4 separate regions of the Mus musculus genome follow, and all the other regions are linked to region 2. A link is a contact called in public HiCAR-type data. All regions are on one chromosome and are shown on one strand. The core of a region is the stretch at or near the end of the contact, and the rest is flanking DNA. Distances in the headings are between cores, read along the strand shown. Region 1 has its middle 140 kb from the start of Triqk. Region 2 overlaps Gm11820 (a long non-coding RNA gene). Region 3 has its middle 97 kb from the start of Gm46881. Region 4 has its middle 240 kb from the start of Triqk.

Region 1 (6,152 bases), core at 734-3,233, 330 kb after region 2:
GGGGGGAGCAAAACCAACAAAAATGAATTGAAAGCCAATTACTTGAAGAGAAATATATAGAAATCTTTATTGATTGTCAGTGCAGATGACTCAATCCCAGGCTTATTAATCTCATTATTCCTATGAGACCCAACGTTCGCATAAACAGCTCTTTACCCTGTTTACATGCAAATGCTTAGTAAAATGTAAATATATTTGTTCATTTCTTCATTTTGTCTAGTTTCTAAGAAGTGGCTTTCAAAACAGTTATTACATACAGAGTGTTATAGATAGATCCAAACTACTATTGAAAATAACTGACTAAATGCATTATATGGGTTTAGTTTTGATGTTGTTTTGTTTTTTTCTTAGCAAGAGCTGGGCTACTTACCTGTGAACCATGTAATGAAGGGTATCATTTTTCAAAAAGAAATATAACTCTGACTATAGCTATATCTACTTTAAGAGAAATTTTAAGTAGCTTAGCATTTTCATATAGTAATTAATGTGGCTTGTTAAGCCTTAAATGTATTATTCATGGGAGCAAAGAAAAGAATGCAAATTTAACAGCATACCATTACTCATTATATGGAATCATATAATTCATACTTTATATGAACTCACATAAACTCATGATGTAATACATATTTAATTTCTTTATTCAGGTAAGAGTGAGGCTAAACTTACTCAGTTATACAACCATTTTTGATCAAAAAAGAACTTCATGAAAATGATTCCTACTCCTACAAGTAATAGAAATGATCACTATAATATAATTTCTAAATAATGGAATTCCAGACTTAGCAGAACACTTGCTTATAAAATGGTCTGTTCTATGGTATCAATGTTTCTGTCATCTTCAAATTCATAGTTTGGAACTTAGGGACTTCTGCAATGATGTTAGAGGAGTTCTTTCAGTATGACAAGGTCATTGGGATGGAGTTCTTGTGAAGGATATCACACCCTTGTAAAAGAAGGCTGGGGGAGCTTGTCAGCCCTTCTAAGCTTCCTGTATGTGTGGTTGCAACAAGAGGCATCATTGAGGAAACAATGTAAAAGTTCTTCCTAGACTTTCAGTCTACTGCTATTCTCATCTTAGACTCATTTCCTACTCTCAAGAATGCTCACATGTTTTTCTAGTACCTTAAGATACCGAAAACGGACTCATACACACAAGCTTCTAAAACACATGATCCACACATTGATCCACAAATTATAAACATCAATTTTCTACTTTGTTCTTAGTGTAACCCACAAATCCTTTAACCACAAGTTGATTCCAAGTACTATTGTTCTGTTGCTACATGTGTATGGTTATCTATATTTAAAGATATAATTATGTGTCAGTAGCAACTATAGTCTCTTTGGTTCTGATTCTAAAATCACTGACAAGAATTTTATTAGCTGTACAGCACAGAAGTACAAATATGACTCCTGAAGTTATCAGATGTGTAAATAATATACACATTTAAGGACTGAAGAGTATCATTACCAGCTAGAGAGACCACGGCACTTGCACAAAAGCAAACACGTTGATCAATAGGATAGTGGACTCAGATATAAGTCCACAGAACTACAGCCTTCATATTTTTGACAACAATGCCCAAAAAACAAATATTTATAGTTAAAGAAAGGTATGCTATTTTTTTTAAAACAAGACTGATGGCTTTCAATTACTGTCACACTAGAACATGGGTGGTAGTTATGCAGGTGGAAAGAAATTATATACTTTTGGTAACATAGAAATTAAATGACATACTGATTATTTAAATGCTGTTTTGTTTTGTTTGTTTTGTTTTTTTAAACTGCTTAAAAGTTATTACAGTAGTCACAAGTCAGCACAGACCTTTGCAAGCCTTGCCAGTGATGACTGGATGAATTAGTGTGAGAGAACACTTTATTGTAATGAAGAATTTCTTTTGTCTGATTAGGAAAGCAGATACTGTGAGCTTCTGAAAGAAGAATTCTTTCTAAACAGATGGAATTCATTTAAATAAGAACGGCAAGCACTGCGCAGACAGAAGAGCAATGGCTCCTGATATTATCATATGAAAGTACTGTCTAGGTCATGTGACTAACAGTCCGGCATGTTAGAGCCAAGCAAACCAGCTCTGGTGGCCCACATTTTAAAGAGCCATTGCTGATCATTTCACACTGGCCAGGTGTGGAATTCTGAAACCTTCCTAATTTTATGCATGTATTATTAGACCATTGCCAGGATTGTAGTTATCGCCTTACTTCATATAGTGCCTCTTTTGGCAAACTTTAAGTAACCACATTGATGTTAATCTCCACAGTTTGAGAAAGCAGATGCAGCACATGTGTGTGAAATGAGCTCCATGTGTTCAACTTTTCAACGCAACCTCTTTTCTTTAACCAGAATTATCATTAATAGTATAAGTAGCCCCACATCCTGTGTGTGTGTGTGTGTGTGTGTGTGTGTGTAATAGGAATGATTTAAGATAGCTGAAAAGAAGTTCATTTTAGCTTTTTTTTGGGGGGGGGGACAGTTATAATTAATGCATAATAAGACTAGACTGGGAAACTGAAAATTCCATTCTGAATTGAGGCAGATTTTCTCTGCAACTCTGCTGCCTCTCCATTGCCTGTCCTTCCTTCCTTTCTCTTTCTTTCTTTCTTTCTTCCTTCCTTCCTTCCTTCCTTCCTTCCTTCCTTCCTTCCTTTCTTTCTTTCTTTCTTTCTTTCTTTCTTTCTTTCTCTCTCTCTCTCTCTCTCTCTCTCTCTCTCTTTCCTTTATAGTAACATTTAGAGTTATGACGATATCCCATAATCTCCAAGTAAATACATCTGTTATCCAAAAGTCCAAATGGTCTGAAGTACATTTTTTTGGTTCCAATTTGAAAATCTGTGCCAGGAGACACTGATTAGCTGAGCTTAGATCAGGTGCCCATTCTTGGTACAAGATTATCACAGGCATGACTTCTGAGGCTTCAGGTATATAAATAAGAGACATATTTATGGGTTGAAGAGGGTCGTTACCAGCTGGACCGTTGAGATCATTGAAATAAAACAGAAGACCAAGTAAAATATATGTATTATAGCCACCTAATTTTTGACAACAATGCCACAATATATTTTGGGAAAAGCCCCTTCAAGAACTGGTGATGGGAAAATTGAGAATCTACATGATGCATAATAAAACTAGATCCTTCCCATTTAGCCTACACAAAAATAAACACCAAATGGGTTGATATGAAGCCTGGAACTATGAAAATGCTTGAGGACATTTTGAAGAAGTGCCTCTTGAGACACATGCATCTTCAAAGCCTTCTTGACTGAAACCTAGCTGTTCAGGAAATAAGGTCAACAGCTGACAGATATGACATTGTGAAATAAAACACTGATTACAGCACAGGAAACTTCATGCAGTGAAGGGGAAGTCAACACAGTGGGTGAAAGATCTTGACCAACTGTATCTTAGAGTTTTACTCCTGTGAACAGACACCAAGACCAAGGCAACTCTTTCAAGGACAGCATTTAATTGGGGCTGGCTTACAGGATCAGAGATTCAGTCCATTATCATCAAGGTGGGAGCATGGCAGCATCTACACAGGCATGGCATAGGAGGAGATGAGAGTTCTACATCTTCATCTGAAGGCTGCTAGCAAAACACTGGTTTCAAGACAGCTAGGATGAGGGTCTTAAACCCCACACCCACAGTGACACATCTACTCCAACAGGGCCACACATTCTAATAGTGCCACTCCTTGAGCCAAGCATATATAAATAATCACAGTGTGCATCTAACAGAGGATTAGTATCTAGAATATACAAAGAAAACCTCATTAAATGAAATACTTCTGCACAAATTTGGAATTGTGCATCATGAATTGCAATTTTTATGATACATACAAAGATTTTTGTTCTTATGATAACATGATGTGCAATTATGGAAAACAAAGGCTTTTAGTACTTTCCTGACAGTCCCCAGTATCAAGCTATCAAATAACTACCCAATTAGATTTTCCTGTGTTAGAATATTTGGTTTTAAAAATTGCTATTTTACTTGTTTACTAGAGTTTTGTTTGATAAAAAAATTAAATAAATTTTTGCCTGTGAGCAAGACAGAATTTCTAACAATTTTGATAATAAGCCTAAACCTGTTACATATTTTACTATGTATTCATTTGAAGTGGTGATGAGCATTAACAATTATAAAGTCAAACTAATTGTCAAAAATCTGGAAGATACTGAAAATGCCCTGTATCCTGAACTATTTAGACAAGATTTAATTCTGTACGTAAAAGTAAACAATTACAGATATATCATTTGCATGCAACTTTGCTTTAGTCTTAGGAACTGGAAAAATGACATGTAAACCAAAGAAGTTTTAAAAGTAAATTTCTTGATGATTTATTATCAGTAAATAGTCTATTTGTATACAACTATATACCCAGAGTTATATAAACATTTCTCATGCAAAAGAGGTTATAAGTAGAAAAGTTTTAAGAAGCCCTGGTCTTAAAGTGTAAGAAGAAAGTTTTATTTTATGCTAAATGTATTGTGAAAGCATGGGGAATTTGGGAACAGGCCAAAGACTAGTTTCAATGGTTGTCTTGCTACTGTAGGAAAAACAAACTGTAATCGTTTAAAGTCTATTACCTTCATTGTAACATTAAAAACTAAGATTCCATTTATATCATTTTACAAATATTTGCTTATAATGAAAGTCGCCTGTTGGCTAAACCAAAGTACTAGATGAATTCTCCATGTTCGTTATTTCACAACTTTGAATGTACTACACATGTCAAATACTACGCTGAGCATTGAAGACATGACATAAGCCAGGTAGAGAAGATTTATCTTCCAGGAGTTTCCACAAACAGTAGTACAGAAGAGAAAGGGAACAATGTACTCCGTTTTTTATACTATGTATTTACTGCTATGTTACAAAACATCAAAAGCACAGTAGCTATAAACAACACAGTTTTTGCCCAGTTCATATTCCTGTGGGCCAGAAATATGAGGGGCTTAGTTGATTTTGGCTCTGACCACACTGTTAGCAAGATGATGGCCAAGGTCATAATAAATGGAACCACGGGCTAGAAATTAGGAATTTGCATTCCAGATGGCCCCTTATCTAGTTGGTCTCTGTAGACTCCAGTTACTTTTCCCAGTAGAACTTCCTAAGAGTGAACTTCTCCATGCCATGCAATTCAGGACAAAGTGTGTGTGTGGAGGGGGAGGTGACCATGCCTTTTATAACTTACTCTTGAAAATAATTCATAGAGATTTCTATGACTTTCAGGTCTTCAGAAGTAAACCATTAAGTAGTCACCATATTTTAAGGGAGGGTTAGAAAAAGTTGTAAAACTATAAACATTCTTTAAAACCATGATAAAGAAATATTAGGAAAGCAATGAGTGCTATATATTATACAGAGTTGGAGAATCTGAGCTGACTTCCCAAACCTGTATCCATATGCTTATCACTAACCCCAATTAACTCATTGATTCACCAAGCTATACTACTTCACTCATGCACAGTTTCCAGGGAATGAAGGAAAGACAGACAGTAGAGAACACAGACAGAATGCTCTGATGTGGTGGCCTAAGTTCTCTTCTGGAGAAGGAACAGCATACTGGAAGATTAATGTGTTTATTATATAAACTTGAAAGAGAGCCAGGTTATTGCCTACAGCTGAACAAAGAGGTGGGGTTATTACGTACAGATAAACAGAAAGAAGGGTTTATAGTATACAGCTGGATCAAGGAGACAGGCTCAACTAATCTTGGTAGATGCAATCTCTGTGGGAGAGTCTTCTTGGGGCTGTAAATGTGCAATGAGAGAAAGCTATGGTGGAGATTTTCTGCAAACACTGTCAAAATCTACACTTGGACCAGATGAATTCTTTGCTGTGTTTCTGTTTCTTAGCCTGACCTCAGAGGGACAGCTGTGCCATTCCACCATGGGTCTGTAGCTCTAGGCTCCTTGACATGGTCAGGCACGTCAGCAGCACATATTCACTCAGGAATTTACTCATGGGCTTTGTCTGCACCCTACACTACACTTGGATGGACTCTTTTATTTGCGATGGGTGACCTATCTAGAGTGAATAAATATTTGTTCACATCATGCCCATAATAATCACATGACAGCACCCTAGGCAAAGGTAGAAGAGCCATGGGCATAATTCTAAGTAAGAAAGCGAG
Region 2 (6,444 bases), core at 2,371-4,870:
TTTACATCAGAGTTTTCAATATAACAATATCTCATTGCCATTACAGAGAAAATAAGGATGATATCAGATATCAAGACTGTCTCATCAATAATGGTCCCATGGGAGAGTGGAAGAAGACAGCATAATTTGTAAATGATAGGATGGGCTAATTTTTCAGAAATTTCTTCTGGAAGAATAGATATAAATGTCAAAGAAATAACTGTCTTTCATCTAGCGCCATAGGATAAAATACTTAAACGTGGCAAACACTTTGGACCTTGAGAAACAAAGCACACACATAAATTGTGAGATGTCCATCCCTGGTTAATTTAATAAGGTCAAAATCCTTTTATGTATACAGGCATCATCGTTCATCTCTACTTGTTTATATGTAAGAGATATGGACTGTGCAGAGGCCATTATGTCTCCTGGTAGCTATAAAGCTACCGTGGACATCTCCTTCCACTTAACTTGTCAAACTGCACCAGCTGCCCCCCCTACTGGTAGTGGGGAAATTGCAGGGTAGACTGTTGGTGTTCCTTGTCAAGTCTACATCAGCCCTTTGAGGTTATAAACTAGGATTTAAAAGGTCGAGCAATGGTCTTGTTTGTTTGAACAGAAAGGTAATCTACACATCACTGTCACTGAAGCCTGGAAAGATGTCAGAAGGCAGGTCATTTCTTTCTACTAAAGTGTCTTTTCTTTTATTACCAGCTCTATAACAAGATTATTGAAATGATTCAACAATAGTCATGGCACTGCTATAGAAACCTGTTGAAAGTAAATAATAAAAGCATTTTATCTGAATGGCTGTCATCTTCCTGTTGAGGGATATATTTGTTACATAAGTGCATTTGTGTGTGAGTCTGCCTATGTGAGCTGCTCTAATTTGGTTATGCGGATAGGTGCCATTGTAACTTCATTTTAACCCTATTAGCAAAGAGGGGAGGGCAAGCAGTCTCAAACTGTAAGTCAAAGGAATTGCAACATGACTGAGTGCACTTGAGTCCCAACTGTAATTTAGCATTTGTATTCATCTTAAGCAGCTCAATTAGAAGAAGAAGAAAAAAGGCCACTGCCTTTAGAATAATGTTTTAAAATGCACTGGCTATTCTTAATGACAGAGGGTTAACCATTTTGTCTGTAAATTGTATCCTGCATTATATGTAGATTGGATCAATTTTAATAAATTAAACTACTATTTATAGCTTAGTATTTAATTTCCTTAAATATCTTTTTTATTATTTATAATACTAAACAACATGGACTGAGGAATTTTTAATTATGCTATGCTTTTCTATTTTATTCTTATCAGGAAACCATGATTTTGCAAAGATTTAATAATATTTTCATTTTCCTTAATTTCAAGTAAGTTATATTATCTGAAACTACTGAAACTGACTTATTAATGAAGAAAATTGCTTATAAAGTAGAGTAAAGAGACCATATTTTATCAATGTATCTAGAGCTTTGTCCTCGTGGTTCTGCCTAGTGGGTGCTGCTTGTTAAAAGTGAGACAGATAGTTCTTGGCTAAAGTTCCACAAATGGGGAAATGTGTGGACCTTTATACAGTCTTCTCTCTTGGATGAGGAGACATTTTTATTCCTAGGGAAGAAATAACTAAGTCACTCCAGGGAAATCTGCGCCAGAGAAGAAAGATTGCACAAAAGCAATGTCTCTCCAATTCTACTGTCTAGAAGGAATGGATAAGACAATGGGACAAAGAGACACTTTGTCTATCTAACAAGAGTATAAGGCAACATGTTACAGGTGGGACATATCTTAGTTGTTGGAAATGTTTTCTATTAAAAACTAGAAGCAATTAACCTAATTGAATGGTTTGCGTTCTCCCTCTCTCTCTCTCTCTGTCCATCTCTATCTCTGTCTCTCTTTGTGTGTGTGTGTGTGTGTGTGTGTGTGAGAGAGAGAGAGAGAGAGACAGACAGACAGACAGAGAGAGAGAGACAGAGATATAAACAGAAAGAGATGTATGTACACCTATGAGTAGGGAAGATATGCTCACTCATGGGTGTGGACAGAGCACAGGTCAAGGGAAGGTGAGCTTTTGATACTTGCTATGTATCCAGCTAATATCCCCGCCCACAGTAATATGTTTCAGATGCTACAAGTATTGTTACACTGATTCTTATTTAATGTTCACAGATCACAGTGCAGTATGGACTTTATGATGCTCTCCCTGTGCTAAGATGACTCAGGGCCATCGTGGGCCTTGCTCGACTGCGTGGATTAGTTTCCTTATTTGGCTTTCTTTTTGAATTGAGTATAATTCAAATATGAAGATAATTTATCCTAGCAAATTTCAAGAGGGAAAATACTTTCTTGGTAACTTGATAGCATCTTGAAATTATACATTAACTTTGCTATTTAAGAGGACAGAACAGAATTTTCAGGTGCATTCTGAATATACTGGTCAATACAATTAGTATTTTTTCTCGCTTTCAATTCTATTAAGATTGTGTTATCTGAAGCTCTGTCTGGAACTTGATTATGATTCTGAAGATTATGGGAACCACAGGACTGTTACTATTAGTGTAAAAGGCAATTAATTTCAAGAGAGTGACTTTTGACTCTTTTTAAATATTTCATTCTAAGTAATAAATATTCACAGTAGGAAATAAATCTGAAGAAAATGCATAAAAAACTGTGCTAAGGTATGAACTGATTTATTTAATGTCTACTCCTACCTTTAAAGTGTAGCTGAAGTCTAGATCTATATGGCATTTGTTCATTCTTGTCAATGAAACACTTTAGCCAAGTAAAACCGAAGTTAGCTTCACGCTCCTGTCTGTGAACAAATCAAAGCTCCGAAAGATTAAACTGCTGCCTCAGATATATGCAGACACGTACACAGCATCAAAACTCCCATGACGCTCAAAATGAAATAACTGACAATTCGTGTGTAAATTAAAGGTGCCTGGAAATATTACCAAAAGTCATTTTCCATACACAGGTCTTGCAAGGGATTGGAAAAGGAAGCAAGTTCCTGCGCAGCGCTATGCGGTCCGCATGCATCCATCAGCTGGCCGTTCTCGGGAAGAAAGAAGCTGAGTTGACAGCAGCTAATGCGAAGCATGAAGGGCACGCCTTAATGGAAAGAGGGCTTCTTCTGACCAGGAGTTTTCCCTTCTCATCCCAGTGGTGCAGCTGTTAGTTTGACATTGACATTCAGATGAGTTAGAAGCGGAAGGACAATTTCCATAAAACAACTAGCTGGCTTTGTTAAGTAAAACAGGTCCATTTACCTTCCCAGCCCAATAAAGTGTAACCAACCAACAGTTACAGAGAAAGGAAACACCCAGTGCCCAGCCCACATTCCTTTATCTGTGCATATTGGAAGTAAAGAGGTTTGATTTTACTGACTTTATATTTGGAATTTTGTTTAGTATTTTCTAAGTATAATAATTGTATACTAAATGATCTTTTTATACATACAAACTCAGCTGACTTGACACAACTTGGAGGATGTGGTTTCTATCTTTGTGACTTAAAATGTGTGTGTGTGTGTGTGTGTGTGTGTGTGTGTGTGTGTGTGTGTGAGAAGTGTATATACATGGGGCGCACATGAGTGGAGGTCAAAGAGACCAGAGTACAATTTGTGGGGGTTGGTTCTCTCCTTCTACTCAGTGGGGCTGGGGCCAGAGCTCAGGACAACCTATGACAGCAAGGGCTTCTAACCACTGAGCAGTCTCACTGACTGATGTTTCCCATCTTTCTTGCCAGTCAGAAGAGTGTGACGGTTCTCTGGGAAGTTCTGAATCTGAAATATGATAGGCGGTAAACAAGTCTTCAGTGCGGCTGGTATTGATTTTACTAGGTACAAAGAGGTTGACAATGAAGGCAATGAGAGACGCAGCCTCCTCCTTTAGGAAGCTTATACCCATTTTTCAGAGAGTTAAATCACAGCTATGTGGCCTCATGTCCATCAAGACATTAGTATGGAGGTGGTTAAACCTTCAGAATAGATTTTATTATGTTCTGTTAATCTATAGTCCCTTGTTAGTCTATTTAATGCCACGGTTATTATCAAATAAATTGTATTTACCAGTATCAGAACATTAGTGCCCAGTGCATATATATGCAGTACACGACATCCTGAAAGCCAACCAGGAACATGAACAAGTTTAAGCCAGTCACTCACCGAGTTGGAGGATATGCTGAGAACATGTGATTTCACCATTCTCTAATGCAGAGCGTGCAAGGTAACACTTTCACCTTGCTATCCTGAAAGTTCTAACCGAAATCGATTAGTGAGGGTAGCATTCAGACACATCAGACCGGGGGTGGGGGGGGGGGTGACTCCGCCTGTTTTGATTTTATTGCTTAATTTTTAAGTTACTTTTCTTCAGATTGTGTGTGGAACCTATCTACTGCTTTCAAACAAGCAGGAAAAATCCTGCTGAAGTAATGGTAGTCAGAATCAATAAATAGAAACAATGGAAACTAAATTAAAGCAACAGCCTGATTATTTTACAACTTGAAACAATATCCCCAAAATGAATGTTAAAAATTGCCTAAAATCGATCTGCAACCCTATAGGTGGAACAACATTATGAGCTAACCAGTACCCCGGAGCTCTTGTCTCTAGCTGCATATGTATCAAAAGATGGCCTAGTCGGCCATCACTGGAAAGAGAGGCCCATTGGACTTGCAAACTTTATATGCCCCAGTACAGGGGAATACCAGGGCCAAAAAGGGGGAGTGGGTGGGCAGGGGAGTGGGGGTGGGTGGATATGGGGGACTTTTGGTATAGCATTGGAAATGTAAATGAGTTAAATACCTAATAAAAAATGGAAAAAAAAATTGCCTAAAATCAATGAACATTTTGGTCTGCTGAATTTCTATTTACCCTTCAAAGATCAGTTGTAAAGATCAGTTGATGGTGGCCTCCTCTGTCTGAATTAATAACCGACTCCAGGGTATATCCACGTCCATTTCAGTTCACATCAAGATGAAATACAATTCCTTCTTTAGCTGTTTTCTTTATGATATTTATAGTTTCATACTTTCAGTGTTTGTATTTCCTTTTGCTCCAAGCTTTGGAACATAGTAAGATTTTAAGTCATGTACAGATTCTGTAGAGATCAATGAAGATTGTAGATGCTAACAATCCGCAGCACCAGCAGCCATCTGAAAAATATTCTGAATTAATCTTTAATGCTTTCTTCTTGTTTGGTTAGTGGCTTATTTCATCCTAACATACATTAAGATTCTGTTTAAGTTTTATTAAAACATCTCAATTCTTTATTTTATACCATAGCACCCTAATATTTTCTGACATTGTATTAAACTTTGAAATAGGCTGTTGTAATCATTTTTCCAAAATTTAGGCTACTTTTATATTACCCATCTATGAATAACACACTTTTTTGAACTTCTTCATTTAATTAATTATTATCAATATATGAATTAAGACCTGTGTCACATCTCCAACCCTAAACTTGACACAGAAACAAGGTCCACTGTGAGCGGTGTGTATTATCTACCTTTTAAAACATACAGGCAACGCAAGTACAGAGATACTGCTTGAAGAGTGGCTATGTAGGAGACTAAAAAGCAAACGCAGAAAATAAATGTCTCTTTCTATAAGTAGCATCCTCCAGAAACCTCAGTTTTCTTTATTTCCATATTAAACAAAGGAGTTAGTCATGTGTAAGTTAATAAAGTAAACACAGGGGAGATGTGCCTCAGAATTAGAGCCAGACTGTGAACAACGGAGCAGGAATGTACTTAAACCCCGTACCAGCTCGTGACCAGGTCTGCTCTCTGTCTTCGCTCCTGAGTTTTGGACAAGCGGCAGGAGCTATGAGAAAAACTTTGAACCTGACAAGCACTGCAGGCCTGGGAAAGGCCCCTGTTTTAACACAGCCCAGATGTGATCCCTAATGAAAGCAGCATGGTCCTGCAGCTGCAGCAGTTGGGGCAAGGCATTTGAAACAGAGTAAATTATTTGAAAAAGACATTTTTCCCCTCTTACAAGTATGCTTGACCTGTCTTGGAGCAAAAAATCTTAAGCTGGATTCAAAAACAATTTATAGCCCTTCTCTTATCTTCTTCCGATTGTTGTGCTAAACTTGGTGCCCACAAGAGTGGTGGAAAGCCACTGGGTGTGTGCCATACAAATGTGTTTATCATCCTGACAGAGGGCCTGATCCAGTAAGTCTCCAAAAGCTAAGTTTTAAGCATGTAGAATAGAAAACTCTAAACTAACCAGAACACCGAGCCTCACACTACAGGCTGAATTATTTACGCATGCAATTCTTGTCCATTCTGGCTTGCATCTTATAATCTCCATCAAGGATGTTTGTGTATGTGTTTATCTTATGTTTTCTAAGTTAATTTTAAAAGATTTAGACACAAAATGAATTTGACTATTAACATAAAACACTAAAAAAAACTAAATCTTAGGAGAAGAAAATCTCACAGGAATCATGTGGCTTATTCCT
Region 3 (6,046 bases), core at 2,122-4,621, 330 kb before region 2:
CAAATTCATAACAATGCACACAGAACTGGAGAGAAAGCAGAAGTTTCAAAAGGGGGACGAAATATTCAGGTTCTGCTGCTCATCCCCATCTGTGTTTCTGCCCCTTCTCCTCACCACTCAGTCATTCACTGGAGTTCCAAAGCGTCTTCTCTGATCTCCTGGCTCATTACTCTGTTCTCAGAGTCCAACTCCCACATGACAGTCCAAATCCTCTGCTTAAAGAAGAAATCTCTGGCTACTATATCATCTGAGGTACTGTGTTGTAAAATATACAATCACCACCTCCAGACTTTCTGCTTTCTACTGACATTTCACCCCATTGTGCCTGTGGTCTTCCACTGTGTAGCTTCCAGTCTTCCCTTTGTGTCTCACCCATTCCAAACTCATTGCCATCTTCTCATCTTCCTTAGACCTCAAGGGGCCTCCTTGTTCTCAAATTGAGACCTTCTACCCTCAATTTGCATGTCATGTCGCTCAGGAGACCTTCCCAGATCAACTAGATGAAGTGGTTTTCTTTTCTCACAGCCTTATCTCTCCATATACTCTTCTTTTAGAGTATTTACTGAAGTGGAAAGTAAGTGTTCTTTGGAAAGTCAGTTGGATGGTGTTTGCTGGAGCAAGTATGTGAAGGAATGTTTATTTGATGTAGACAAATGTGAAAGGTTAAGGCAGAGTCCTGAGGAGCATTTTGCTGAAACAGACACAAGAGAAAGGATGTTCTGCTATGTCATGCCACCACTGCTGCTAACCCGACTCTTTTGACCTGGACTGCTGCTGTATCTGTGACGTGGATGAGGTGCTAACCTGTGAACTGAACTAACAATTTCCAGACAACACACATGGGAGTTGCTCCCCCACCCCCACACACACCCTTGTATCCTTTCTTTTCCACTACCTCTGGTGGGTTGTGGGCTACAAGGGAAGTTAAAGTGTTTAAGAACCATCATTAAAAATAAGATTTAAAAAATTAAAGTTACAATTTACTGTTTATGTCATCTTTGCTTTTTAAGTATTTCCTCTAAAACCAAATGTCTGTGGTGGTAACCAGTTGAAGGTCGTGTTACCTGTGACTGGGAGGTAAGGATTTGGCCTAACATTTGGAAGCTGCCTTTTCACTAGGGCCTTTTGTTCTTACCTGAGTGGTTAGTTGAGTCTTTGCGAGAATGAGAAAATGAGCAGGAACTCTCTTCATATGTAGGTTCAGGGAATAGAGATTGAGATTCAGAATATTCTGAGTGTTGGGGCTTTAAATAAAAAAAACAAATAACAACAACAACATAAAATGATACTAGTGAGGGTGGAGGAGAAGAGAGTTGATTGTTTTTATTTTCTTCGTCACCAAAACTAAATTTCAAGCCATTGGTAGCACCCTATGTGGTCTATAGATATAAATGCAAGCTAGAGGAAAATGATATAATCCTTAAGTAAAATTCGTTTTATAATTCTATGAATGTAGTTTTCACAATGAAAAGTAAAAAGGACTGTAAAGAGACAAGATCCCAACAGCAAAGACCAATAAAGGAAAAAACTTTCAGACAATAAGAAACTATTAAGAAGAGGTTCCAGCACATGATATCAGAAACCACTTAAAAAATCCCAAATCTATAAGTTTGTTCAAATATAAGAAAATAGATAAGAAATCTAGCAGAGACTAAGTGCCCATTACATAGGAGAAAGCATAGGCATTCTAGAAATCAAAATGAAGCAAAAGTATTTAAAGTTAAGGATTTAGAACACTCAACAAGAGGTTATATTCAGCTGAGAGAAGAATTAGCATAGAACAATGCACTTCAAAGAAGAAGTCTGTGTAGTGGGAGGTGAGTGAGTGCCAGCCAGTTGCCTTACTCTTTGCTGCTGTTGAAGACTGGAGGGCCATAAAGAAAGGACCTTGGAAAGAGCCCTTAGAAATTGACACTACTGCCAAGGTAAAGAAAGGTCAAAGAGCTTTAGAAATTTAATGACAATAAAGAAAAGGAAACTTTCATTCAAGGAACAACAGAAACATATCATAATAGAATCCATGATACTAGAAAACAGAGGATGACAAGTGTTAAAATAAATGGAAAATGATTTCTATAAATGCAATAAGACATACTTTAATTTTCTTTTCAGAGAGAAGGAAAGAAATATACTAGGTGGAAATTTGGAGAGTCAAGTGGAAATGCAGAGCAAAGATAAGGAGGTACACGGGCAGATCTAAGAAAATAGTGCTATAAAGTCAAAAGCATTCATGCAACATCCCTGTGAGCTGTGGACCACATATAATTTAAATGTATGACAAAAAATTAAACTAGAGGAATTTAAATGTGCAAGATTATTATATTCTCCCAGAAAAAAACCCACAATTAACACTGTACTTTGATATATCAGTGCAAACTGCAATGTCTAGAATAGTGAAAAATGTGATTTTAAAACTAAGAAAAAGTTGAAATAGAATGAAATTAATACATAAAAGTCAAGGGAGGGAAAAGCATTAATATTTATAAATCATCTTAATGTTTTAATTAGTTGAGAGAAGTTGTCATATTAAGTAAGTCAGAACCCAACTGTATTTTATTTATAGTTCTTCTGTAACACTAAGATTAAAATTATTAACAGTCAAAAAATAGAAAACGTATAACACACAAACATTGGCTTAAAGAAAATTTGCGTGACTATACCAATGTCAAGCAATTAGCTTTCAAGGTAAAGCTTTTTAAAAGAAAATGTTAAATTGCATATGAAGATAAGTCAGCTACATTGTATGTATCTAGCATAGTCTCATAACACAGAATACATATACTGGCAGGGTGTTAAGAAGAAACAGTCTTGAGATTCAGCCACAGATTTTTCAGTGATTTATAGGAAAAGAGGAAAATAAATCTTTTATTTCACTTTATATCCTGATTGAGCCCCCTCTCTCTTCTCCAAGTCCCATGCTTAAAAACTCCTCCCTCCTATTACCTCCTCTTTTTCTCCTTTTTTTTCCTAGTGAAGCCCACCTAGGGTACCACTCCTGCATGGGACAACCAGTCCCAGTAGTGGAAAATAAACCTTAAGGAAATAAATATTCCAATGCTTACATGGTAATTCACCTTGTGCTAAAACACTGATTTAAAAACAAACTAATTATTATGAGACCTTTGAACTATTTCTATAAAGAGTTAATTTTTAACTTGTTTCCAATACTTAAGAGAGTACACCATAGATATGGTGACTCATAGTTAAAAACTGAGAGGACTGAGCTAGGCTGACTCCATGACAGACTCAAACTGGTAGTTCAGGAGACTAGGGCCAAGTTTCAGTTTCCTAGAGCTGGGAAAGTCAGTCACTGGAAAAACCACAGCCAGCAGGAGCCATACAGAAAGAGGCTGCCCCACCACCGGGCCTGAGGCAAGAGCAGTGACTCAGCAAGTTTCCAGGCTGCCCCAGCAATGGCTCTAGAATGTCCCAAGAGCCCTAGCCAATCCCAAAGACACTTACACTCCAATCAAGGTGAAGGTCACCAACCCCTTCATGGAATTCCCCTAGTCTACTTTAAGTTGAGCCTGCAAGCTCACGTGGGTACCTTCATCTTGGTAAATGGTAGACCGCTGCATATACGTCTGCTGCAGGATAAAATGCTCTTTGCTTTTGCATACTATTTGAGTCTGGGGTATCATTCTCATCGAATCATGGATTCTTACAAACTACGCTTTTCTTCCTTATATTCTGTCCCTCCCAGTACAGTTCCACACTCTGTACACCCACCTCGAGGGAAACACAGGAGCCAGTGGATCTTTCCTTTTCCCTCACTCTGAGGATCCAGCAGTTCTTAAACTAGTGTTGACTCTAATTTTTTTTTTACCATTAACTAATTGTATGAATCTGATAACTTCAAATTCTTTGAGCTTTAATTTCCACTTCAATAAAAAGCTTAAAGAACATCGAGCTACCATGATTGTTGTAGTAATAAAGATAAATGATGTTATCTGCATTTGTGTGCTTCTGTAATGATCACCAAATCTGTAAGACAGATACACTTAGCTCTGTAGTACTTTTGCTTAGTCTAGCGGTTCAGTATGTAGCAGTACTTCCCAGTTTGCTGGTGTCTATGCAAAATCTCCTGCATTCATTAGAGTGCAGATGTTTTCCACTCAAGGCCTTCAAATGTATTTGCTTATAGTAGAAAGGTTTCAATGGTTCATCTCCATCCTCAAATTTTTTTTGGGGGGGGGGATCTGAGTTATTCAGGATATTTTCTAGTTCCATCTATTTGCATGCAAAACTCATGATGTCCTCATTCTTTTTTATTTTCCTCACATTTTTTATTAGATATTTCCTTCATTTACATTTCAAATGCTATCCCAAAAGTCCCCTATACTCTCCCTCTGTCCTGCTCCCCTACCCACTCACTCCCACTTCTTGACCCTGGCATTCCCCTGTACTGGGGCATATAAAGTTTGCAAGACCAATGGGCCTCTCTTTCCAGTGATGGCTGACTAGGCCATCTTCTGATACATATGCAGCTAGAGATACAAGCTCTGGGGGTACTGGTTAGTTCATATTGTTGTTCCACCTATAGGGTTGCAGACCCCTTCAGCTCTTGGGTACTTTCTCTAGCTCTTTTATTGGGGGCCCTGTGTTCCATCCTACAGATGCCTCTGAGCATCCACTTCTGTGTTTGCCAGGCACTTGCAAAGCCTCAAGGAGACAGCTATGTCAGGGTCCCTTCAGCAAAATCTTGCTGGCATATGCAATAGGGTCTGCGTTTGGTGGCTGATTATGGGATGGACCCCTGGGTGGGGCAGTCTCTGGATGGTCCATCCTTTTGTCTTAGCTCCAAACTTTGTCTCTGCAACTCCTTCCATGGATATTTTATTCCGTATTCTAGGGAGGAATGAAGTATCCACATGTTGGTCTTCCTTCTTGATTTTCTTGTGTTTTGGAAGTTGTATCTTGGATATTCTAGGTTTCTGGGCTAATATCCACTTATCAGTGAGTGCATATGAAGTGACTTCTTCTGTGAATGGGTTACCTCACTCAGGATGATATCCTCCAGATACATCCATTTGCCCAAGAATTTCATAAATTTATTGTTTTTAACAGCTGAGTAGTACTCCATTGTGTAAATGTACCACACTTTCTGTATCCATTCCTCTGTTGAGAGACATCTAGGGCAAAAGATACTGTGAATAAGACAAAAAGGCCATCAAAAGATTGGGAAAGAATTTTTACCAATCCTAAATCTAATAGGGGACTAATCCAATATATACAAAGAGCTCAAGAAGCTGAACTCCAGAAATTCAAATAACCCCATTAAAAAATGGGGTACAGAGCTGTGATGGTTTGTATATCCTCGGACCAGGGAGTGGCACCATCTGAAAGTGTGGCCGTGTTGGAATAGGTGTGACCTGGTTGGAATGGGTGTGTCACTGTGGGTGTGGGTATAAGATCCTCACCCTAGTTGCCTGGAAGTCAGTCTTCCACTAGCAGCCTTTGGATGAAGACATAGAACTCTCAGCTCCTCCTGCGCCATGCCTGCCTGGATACTGCAATGCTCCCACCTTGTTGATAATGGACAGAACCTCTGAATCTGTAAGCCAGTCCCAATTAAATGTTATTTTTTATAAGACTTGCCTTGGTCATGGTGTCTGTTCACAGCAGTAAAACCCTAACTAAGACAAGAGCTAAACAAAGAATTCTCAACTGAGGAATACAAAAGGGCTGAGAAGCACTTGAAAAAATGTTCAATGTCCTTAATCAAGGAAATGCAAATCAAAACAACCCTGAGATTCCACCTTACACCAGTCAGAATGGCTAAGATCAAAAATTCAGGTGACAGCAGATGCTGGTAAGGATGTGGAGAAAGAGGAACACTCCTCTATTGCTGGTGGGATTGCAAGCTGGTACAGCCACTCTGGAAATCAGTCTGGTGGTTCCTCAGAAAACTGGACATAGTACTACCACTAGATCCAGCAATACCTCTCCTGGGCATATAACCAGAAGATGTTCCAACTGGTAATAAAGACACATGACCCAATATGTTCATAGCAGCCATCCTCAAATTTTATGTGTTCCGAGTTCT
Region 4 (6,462 bases), core at 2,266-4,765, 430 kb after region 2:
TGCATGTGCCTTGTGCTGCAGAGACCAGAAGAGGATGTCAGAGCTCTGGGAGTAGAATTACAGATGGTGGTGAACCACCATGTGAGTCCTAGAACCAAACCTACAACCACACTGGAAAAGTAGCCAGTGTTCTTGTAGATTGCTGTCTATGTGCAGGCGAGGGCAGGCACAAGATAAAGTAAGAGCCTGTGACTGGGCAGTAGAAAAGGAAGGTGGGCTGAGAATGTTAAAGATGAGTACAGAGAGTACAGAGAGGGAGAAGAAGTGAAGGAGAGGAAGAGATAAGATGGACCCTATAAGAGAGGAAGAGGACCCAGAACCACACAGTCCTGGGAGCCATAAATATTGGGGATTTCTTAGATGATTAAATAATAAGTAGGGTACATTTGCCTCATCTAGGTGTATCAATTGAATTTTGAGTTCATTGTTCAGGCATTTTGTGGGTTGAGAACTTACTAATATAAATCTCACTGATAAATTACAAGTCTCTAGAGTTTTGATTTTACCAAGTTACAGGGATTAGTGACAGCTAACTACTGGAGGCTGATGGCTGGGAATGTGAGCAGAATCCACAACAAGAGAATAGAGAGATGGGCAGTCATTGCTGCATGGGGCTAGCCATGGAGGCTGCTAGACCGCAGGGACCAGAGAGTAGCCAGTGTTGGTGTAGGATAGTACCATTTTATACTTCATGCAACAGCCTCATGTTGGACGCCATCTGTAGCGTGAAGTATTATAGCGTGGATTCCAGAAATGCTTCCCCATGCTAATGAGGTATACCAGCTACCCTAAGGCCCTAGCCTTAGGTGATGACCTTGCTCATCCTGGATGTCCCTGCCTTCAGTCCCCCAAAACGTTATAAGCCTTCAATCATCCTAAATAAAGTTGATCTGTCCACTGACAAGTAGTCCCAATGTGGTCACTCACAGTATGTACTCACATGGATTTTGAACTAACCCCTGTCCCACCCCTGCACCCCTCCTCCTTGTGCTTACCTTCTGTACTCCCACTTCAGTGCTCTCTTCACTGCCCTTAAGGAATGGCAGACAATCCTCTAGAGTGGGGAGACCCACAATTATCTCATGTTTTAATTCACATCTAAAGGTTTAGGAAGCTAAGATGGGAGAGAACATGTGGTATTTGTTTTGCTAGGTTGAGGTTACCTCACCCAATATAATATTTTCTAGATCCATCCAGTCTATTTTCCTGCACATTTTGTGACTGCACTTTGTTCATAGCTCTCCATGTATATGTACCAGATTAACATTATCCATTCATCAGCTGAAGAACAATTAGATTGTTTCCATTTCTTAGCTATTGTGAATAGGGCAACAATGAACATATCTAAGCAACTTCCTATGGAGTCAGATGTGGAATACTTTGAACATTCGCAAAGTAAAACAGGATCATATGCTAGGTTAGTTTTAGCTTTTGAGTACCCTCTATACTGATTTCCAGACTGGCTTCGTCTGTATGCATTCCTACAAACAGTGAATGTGGATTTCCCCTTTCCCCAGACCCTTGCCAGCATTTGGTGTCTGTTGTTTCATTGATCTTCACTACTCTAAATGAGGTGAGAGAAAAATATCAAGGTTGTTTTAATTTACTACTATGATTGCTAAGGATGATGAACATTTTTTGAGACATATTTCAGCTGTTTTTATTTCTATTGAGGACTCTGTTCAGATTCCTACACCATTTTTAATTGGGTCATTTGTTTTCTTGAATCTTTCTGTTTTCTGGATATTAATGTTTTGTCAGCAGGATAGCTGGCAAAGATTCTCTTCTACTCAGTGAGTTTCCTCCTCACTAAATGGACTGTTTCCTTAGTTATACTAAACTATTTTATGATGTTCCAGTTGTCAATTTTTGGCCATAATTCTTTGGCTAATGGAAACTTGTTCAGAAAGTCCTTTCCTACACCTAGATCTTGTAGGATACTGCATGTGTTTTATCCTATAAGCTTTAGCATTTCGGGTTTCAAATGGAGGACTGTGATCCACCTGTTGTTAACTGGTGTGCAGGGTGATATATATGAGCTTAATTTTATTTTTTCTAAATGGACATGCAGCTTCCTCAACACTAGTTTTGAAGATTGTGGATGTAGTTACACTTACTTGTGTTTGGGCCTTCTATTTTATTATTTTTATGTCATATAAGTACATTATATATTAAATATATTGCAAATATATATTATGTAAGAGTATAATATATAAATATTTTAATAAATATATGTTACTAAAGGTCAATAATAAATCTTGGAATATGGAAGGTAATTCCTCCAGTATTGTTCCTTTTGCTCAATATTGTTTTAGTATTATTTATTCTATTTCTCTTAAGCACGTTGATAGTATTTTGACTGGAACTACATTAAATGTATAATTTTTTGTAAGATTATCATTTGCACAATATTATTTCTATTAAGCCATGAACACGGGATGGCTTTCCATGTTCTAATGTCTTTCTCGAATTCTTTCTTCAGTGATTTGAACTGCTTATTGTAAAAGTCTTTTACCTCCTTGCTTATATTTATTCCAAAATATTTATTGTGTTTGAAGATATTGTAAATGGGAGCATATCAATAATCTCTTTCTCATTGTATTTGTTGGTGGTGTAGAGAAAGGCTACTGATTCGGTAGGTTAATATTGTATCCTGTCAATGTGCTGAAATTCTTTATTGTTTTTAGAAATTTTCTGGCAGAATTTTTGGTGCCATTTTATGTTTAGTATCATATAGTGCAGATAATTCTTGATTTCATCAAAGGGATAATTAATCTTTCCATTTCTTTTGCATGGAATCAGGTTGAGTCTGCCTTCCTGAGGGGTATTCTCTTGTCCAGATGATTGAGAGGCCCAGGTGGATTAACTCTTCAGAGATGAGACAGCATTATATAATATTCTAATCTCAGAAGCAAAGCAAAATGCTGTGTTTCTTTCCAGGTCAGAAGTAGATTCTATTCTTTTGGATAGATACAAAAAAAAAAAAAAGCTTTCCTTTAATGGGCTTCAACAGAGCTCTGATATGCATCCTCAGTGGCTACTATGGATACTGTGACATTAGAACTGGCCATCACTAAATCATGTGCTTCTATAAGTGTCTTTACAGTTGGTAGGAAAGGGGACATTTTATCATCCTGTTTGATAGGCACTGAGGATGTTAAAGATCCTTTTGCTCATTAAATTTAAAGTACTTTTGTATTCTTTTACCAACACTGACTCTAACTTTAATTATTTTGTTTGTTTGGCTTCAACATTTTCATCACATTGTCACATCTCTTGGATTCCTTCCCTTTTGGTGCATTTGAGGTCACCATCAGCATAATAAAATAAGAGAACAACAGACTATTTATAACTCATTCATATAGATTTCATAGAGTCAGTTCATTCTCAGGTATTTTCAACTAACACACCAAATTCCCAAGCTTGTTTTTCTTCCCCAAAACCAGCTCCCGCCCTTTAACTATCACTGGCCTGGATTCTTGCACCAGATGTGTTCACCTGGAGCTCAGATCCAAAGGAAGGCTGTTTACTCTCCTCTCCTTTAGTGCCTCAGGTCACATCTAGAGAATTTCTCTACAGAGAAAAGGGTTGGAAAACACATTTCTCATTCTTAGGAGGAGGTAATTAAATAATTTCCTTTTATGATACTGTCTTTGTTCTCCTCATGAAAAGAAAAAGCGTCCTCTTTATCACGTTAAACAGGGCAAACTAGTATTTCTAACCACCCTTCCAAAGTTAATTAACATGTAAATACTTGTCAGTAAAAGGTAACACTTCAGTGATTAGCATATAAATGGGCCAGGGACAATATTCTGCCATAAAGGAGACAGCTTGGAAGAATTTGCCAAATGTATTTGGAAAGAAAAAAATAAAGATAAAATAGAATAAGGTCTCCATCATTTCCATGCAAACAGTTATGAAATTGAATGTCAGCTGAAGCCTGAGGTAAAGGGAGAACTACCCTGCCTGGATTAAATGAGGTGAAGTTTGCATACACACTTGGTTTTATGCATATGTTTACTCAATCTCCATGACAGAAAGTAACTAATTGTTTATGTCCAGAAAACACATCATGTTTGCTTGGTTTTAATGGATAACATCAGTGAAGGCAACAGAAAGCCATAGGTGGGAAGAGACTTCAAGGGCTAATTTTTCTACATTGAGTGTAATGATTAGTACACTCACAAAATTGCACATGCAGAGATTGCTTCCACTCAGCCCTGAATTTGGGTTTCAAATGAGGTAATTGTGCACTTAATGATCCGTTTGCACAAGCAATTACCTGATTGGCATATGCCAGGTGAGCTTTTGAGAGATAACAAAACAAATGCACTACTTGCTTTGTATCCTTTGCATCCTGGCTTGAAAAATAAAATAGTTGTTGTTATATTATATTGGTGCTATTCTTACTAGAATTGTGGGTTGATGTGTGAATTGCATTTTTATGCTAATGAAACACCACAAGTCATTAGTTTAAGAGGAAAATACACTCTCTGACCAAGCTAGCAAAATATATTTATTTGTATTTATCATTAAAACCATAAAATATCTAAGCCAATACCAATTTAATACCAATAGGTATTAAAATCCTTTTTTCAATCCCAGATGTGCAAATTTATGCATGTCAGGTAAATATGCCAAAAAGTTCTTCAAAATTAAGGTGATGGATGATCTTGGTCACATGAGCTGTGAATCTGTTTATTAACCACTACATCTTTTTATTTGATGTGTGAATGCCAAGTTGACAATTCTGAGGCTCCTCATAGGTCAAGGTCAACTTTAGGGGACATCTGTTAGTGTGCCTGTGTTCAAGCCTTGTCTACTCCTCCAATAGGAAGGGCTAATGACTTAGATTTTGCTTTTGCCATCACTAAGTGGAAGGTAACCCAACTTAGTTGAAGTTATCTTAGCCAAATTCCATGGCTTCCTTTAGAATTGGCAACACCACTGAGTTGGGGTAAAATTCAATTGGTTTTCCAAGTGTAAAAAGTGGTCAAGCTACTTCAGTCCAGGAGGTGTAAATACTCTTGAATGATGGAGATCTGCACATCCCACCTGGAAGCTGACCATTTTCCACTACACTCACAAAGTAGAGTAGTTCTACTATCATGCTGCATAGTAGAACTTCCTGTGATAATTGGAAACAACCCATCACCTGAACCGTTCAATATGGTTGTAACTAGACATATGTGGTTATTGAGCATTTCATGTATACTTAATGGAATTCTGGAGCATTATTTTATAATTTAATTGCTTTAGTTAAAATTTTGTTTCATTGTACATATTCATTGTATATGGTGCTATGTTACATAGGATATTTTCATACAAGCATATTATGGAGGTTTAAATGAAAATGGACTTCATAGTTTATATATTTGAAAGTTTGGTTCAGATTTGGTGGATTATTTAGTAATGATTATGAGGTGTGACCTTCTTGAAGGAAGTATGTCTTGAGAGTCAGCTTTGAGGTTTAAAAAGCCCACACACTAGTCCCAGTCCCCTGACCCATCCACCTCACCTTCCTGATCACCCTGCCTACTAGTTGTGTATCAAATGTAAGCTTTCAACTCCTTCTCAAGCACCAGGCTTGCCCAGTTCCTGCTATGCTTCCTGGCTATGATGGTCATGGAGTCAGCTTCTGAAATTATAAGTTTAACATACCTTCTTTACAGGATGCCTTGGTCATGGTATCTCTTCATAGCAATAGAACAGGGACTGAGACACGTATATGTTGAGCATATCCCCTATACCATAGAACCTCCCCCTTTTCTCACCCTTCCTTCTTATTATTGATCTCCTGTTTCTCTAGATATTTCCATTTATATTTTTGTGACTTACAAACACTCATACTTTTGAATATCTACATAAAAATCTGATAATACGATAGAAAATCTACTAAATTTGTTTGATATTGGCTTAATTTAATTAATATGATTATCTTCCATTACAACCATTTCTTGATATACAATATAATTTCATTCATCTTTATAGCTGAAAAAAATTCCATTCTACATATGCACCACTGTTTCTAAATCTATTCCTAGGTTCTTGGATACTCCTGTTGGTTTCATACTTGACATGTGTTTTCCTCTGGTATTAGTCAGTGCAATGAGGAAGATCCAGGACAGCTTATGTGGTAATATTCCAACTTCATGGACTATGAATTCTCTCTGCTGCTCACAATCATGTATTCCTATCCTTTAAAACTATTTAATGCTAATTTTCCTTTGCTATAACAATTTTTGGTACTCTTTGAGTCATTGTCTTACCTGTTGCTTGATATCATTAATAAGCCACAAAAGCACCCAGATACAAGAGTGAATGAATCTAATATTATTAGAATCAAATGGAAAACAAAGCAAAAACAACAAAGAAGCATTGATATTAATGAATAGAAGAGCTCTTCTAGGGTTTGGAACATCTGCTGTCTGATTTCTAGTGGCAATTATAGAAAATTGCCCT

What was found. HiCAR-type assays count read pairs that join an accessible place to other places.
Region 1: a HiCAR-type map of embryonic stem cells shows a contact between it and region 2, with 3 times the contacts expected there. The contact joins two enhancer-like sites. A contact is called at or near these places in 7 of 484 Hi-C or Micro-C datasets (the N1E-115 cell line, cranial neural crest, embryonic stem cells and 2 more) and 2 of 115 datasets of contacts at active chromatin or transcription factors (acute myeloid leukemia and embryonic stem cells).
Region 3: a HiCAR-type map of embryonic stem cells shows a contact between it and region 2, with 7 times the contacts expected there. The contact joins two enhancer-like sites. A contact is called at or near these places in 1 of 484 Hi-C or Micro-C datasets (cortical neurons) and 1 of 115 datasets of contacts at active chromatin or transcription factors (embryonic stem cells).
Region 4: a contact with region 2 is called in a HiCAR-type map of embryonic stem cells, with 4 times the contacts expected there. The contact joins two enhancer-like sites. A contact is called at or near these places in 2 of 484 Hi-C or Micro-C datasets (both in embryonic stem cells) and 1 of 115 datasets of contacts at active chromatin or transcription factors (embryonic stem cells).

The regions. Positions count from the first base shown.
Region 1 is chr4:12,766,477-12,772,628 of GRCm38.p6, reverse strand. No RefSeq gene overlaps it. Among named protein-coding and RNA genes, the nearest start is that of Triqk, 140 kb to the left of the region's middle. Within about 2 kb of position 1,983, at least 13 of the 459 cell types and tissues checked have an H3K27ac peak or open chromatin away from gene starts, as enhancers often do. A contact at or near this core is called in embryonic stem cells, where this site is marked.
Region 2 is chr4:13,093,092-13,099,535 of GRCm38.p6, reverse strand. It overlaps Gm11820 (a long non-coding RNA gene), which reads right to left. Exons shown (of 9, transcript XR_390410.3): 2 at 4,848-5,128; 3 at 4,140-4,231; 4 at 2,929-3,145; 5 at 2,686-2,786. Among named protein-coding and RNA genes, the nearest start is that of Gm11820, 5.0 kb to the right of the region's middle. Within about 2 kb of position 3,620, at least 6 of the 459 cell types and tissues checked have an H3K27ac peak or open chromatin away from gene starts, as enhancers often do. A contact at or near this core is called in embryonic stem cells, where this site is marked.
Region 3 is chr4:13,418,971-13,425,016 of GRCm38.p6, reverse strand. No RefSeq gene overlaps it. Among named protein-coding and RNA genes, the nearest start is that of Gm46881, 97 kb to the left of the region's middle. Within about 2 kb of position 3,371, at least 36 of the 459 cell types and tissues checked have an H3K27ac peak or open chromatin away from gene starts, as enhancers often do. A contact at or near this core is called in embryonic stem cells, where this site is marked.
Region 4 is chr4:12,660,629-12,667,090 of GRCm38.p6, reverse strand. No RefSeq gene overlaps it. Among named protein-coding and RNA genes, the nearest start is that of Triqk, 240 kb to the left of the region's middle. Within about 2 kb of position 3,515, at least 4 of the 459 cell types and tissues checked have an H3K27ac peak or open chromatin away from gene starts, as enhancers often do. A contact at or near this core is called in embryonic stem cells, where this site is marked.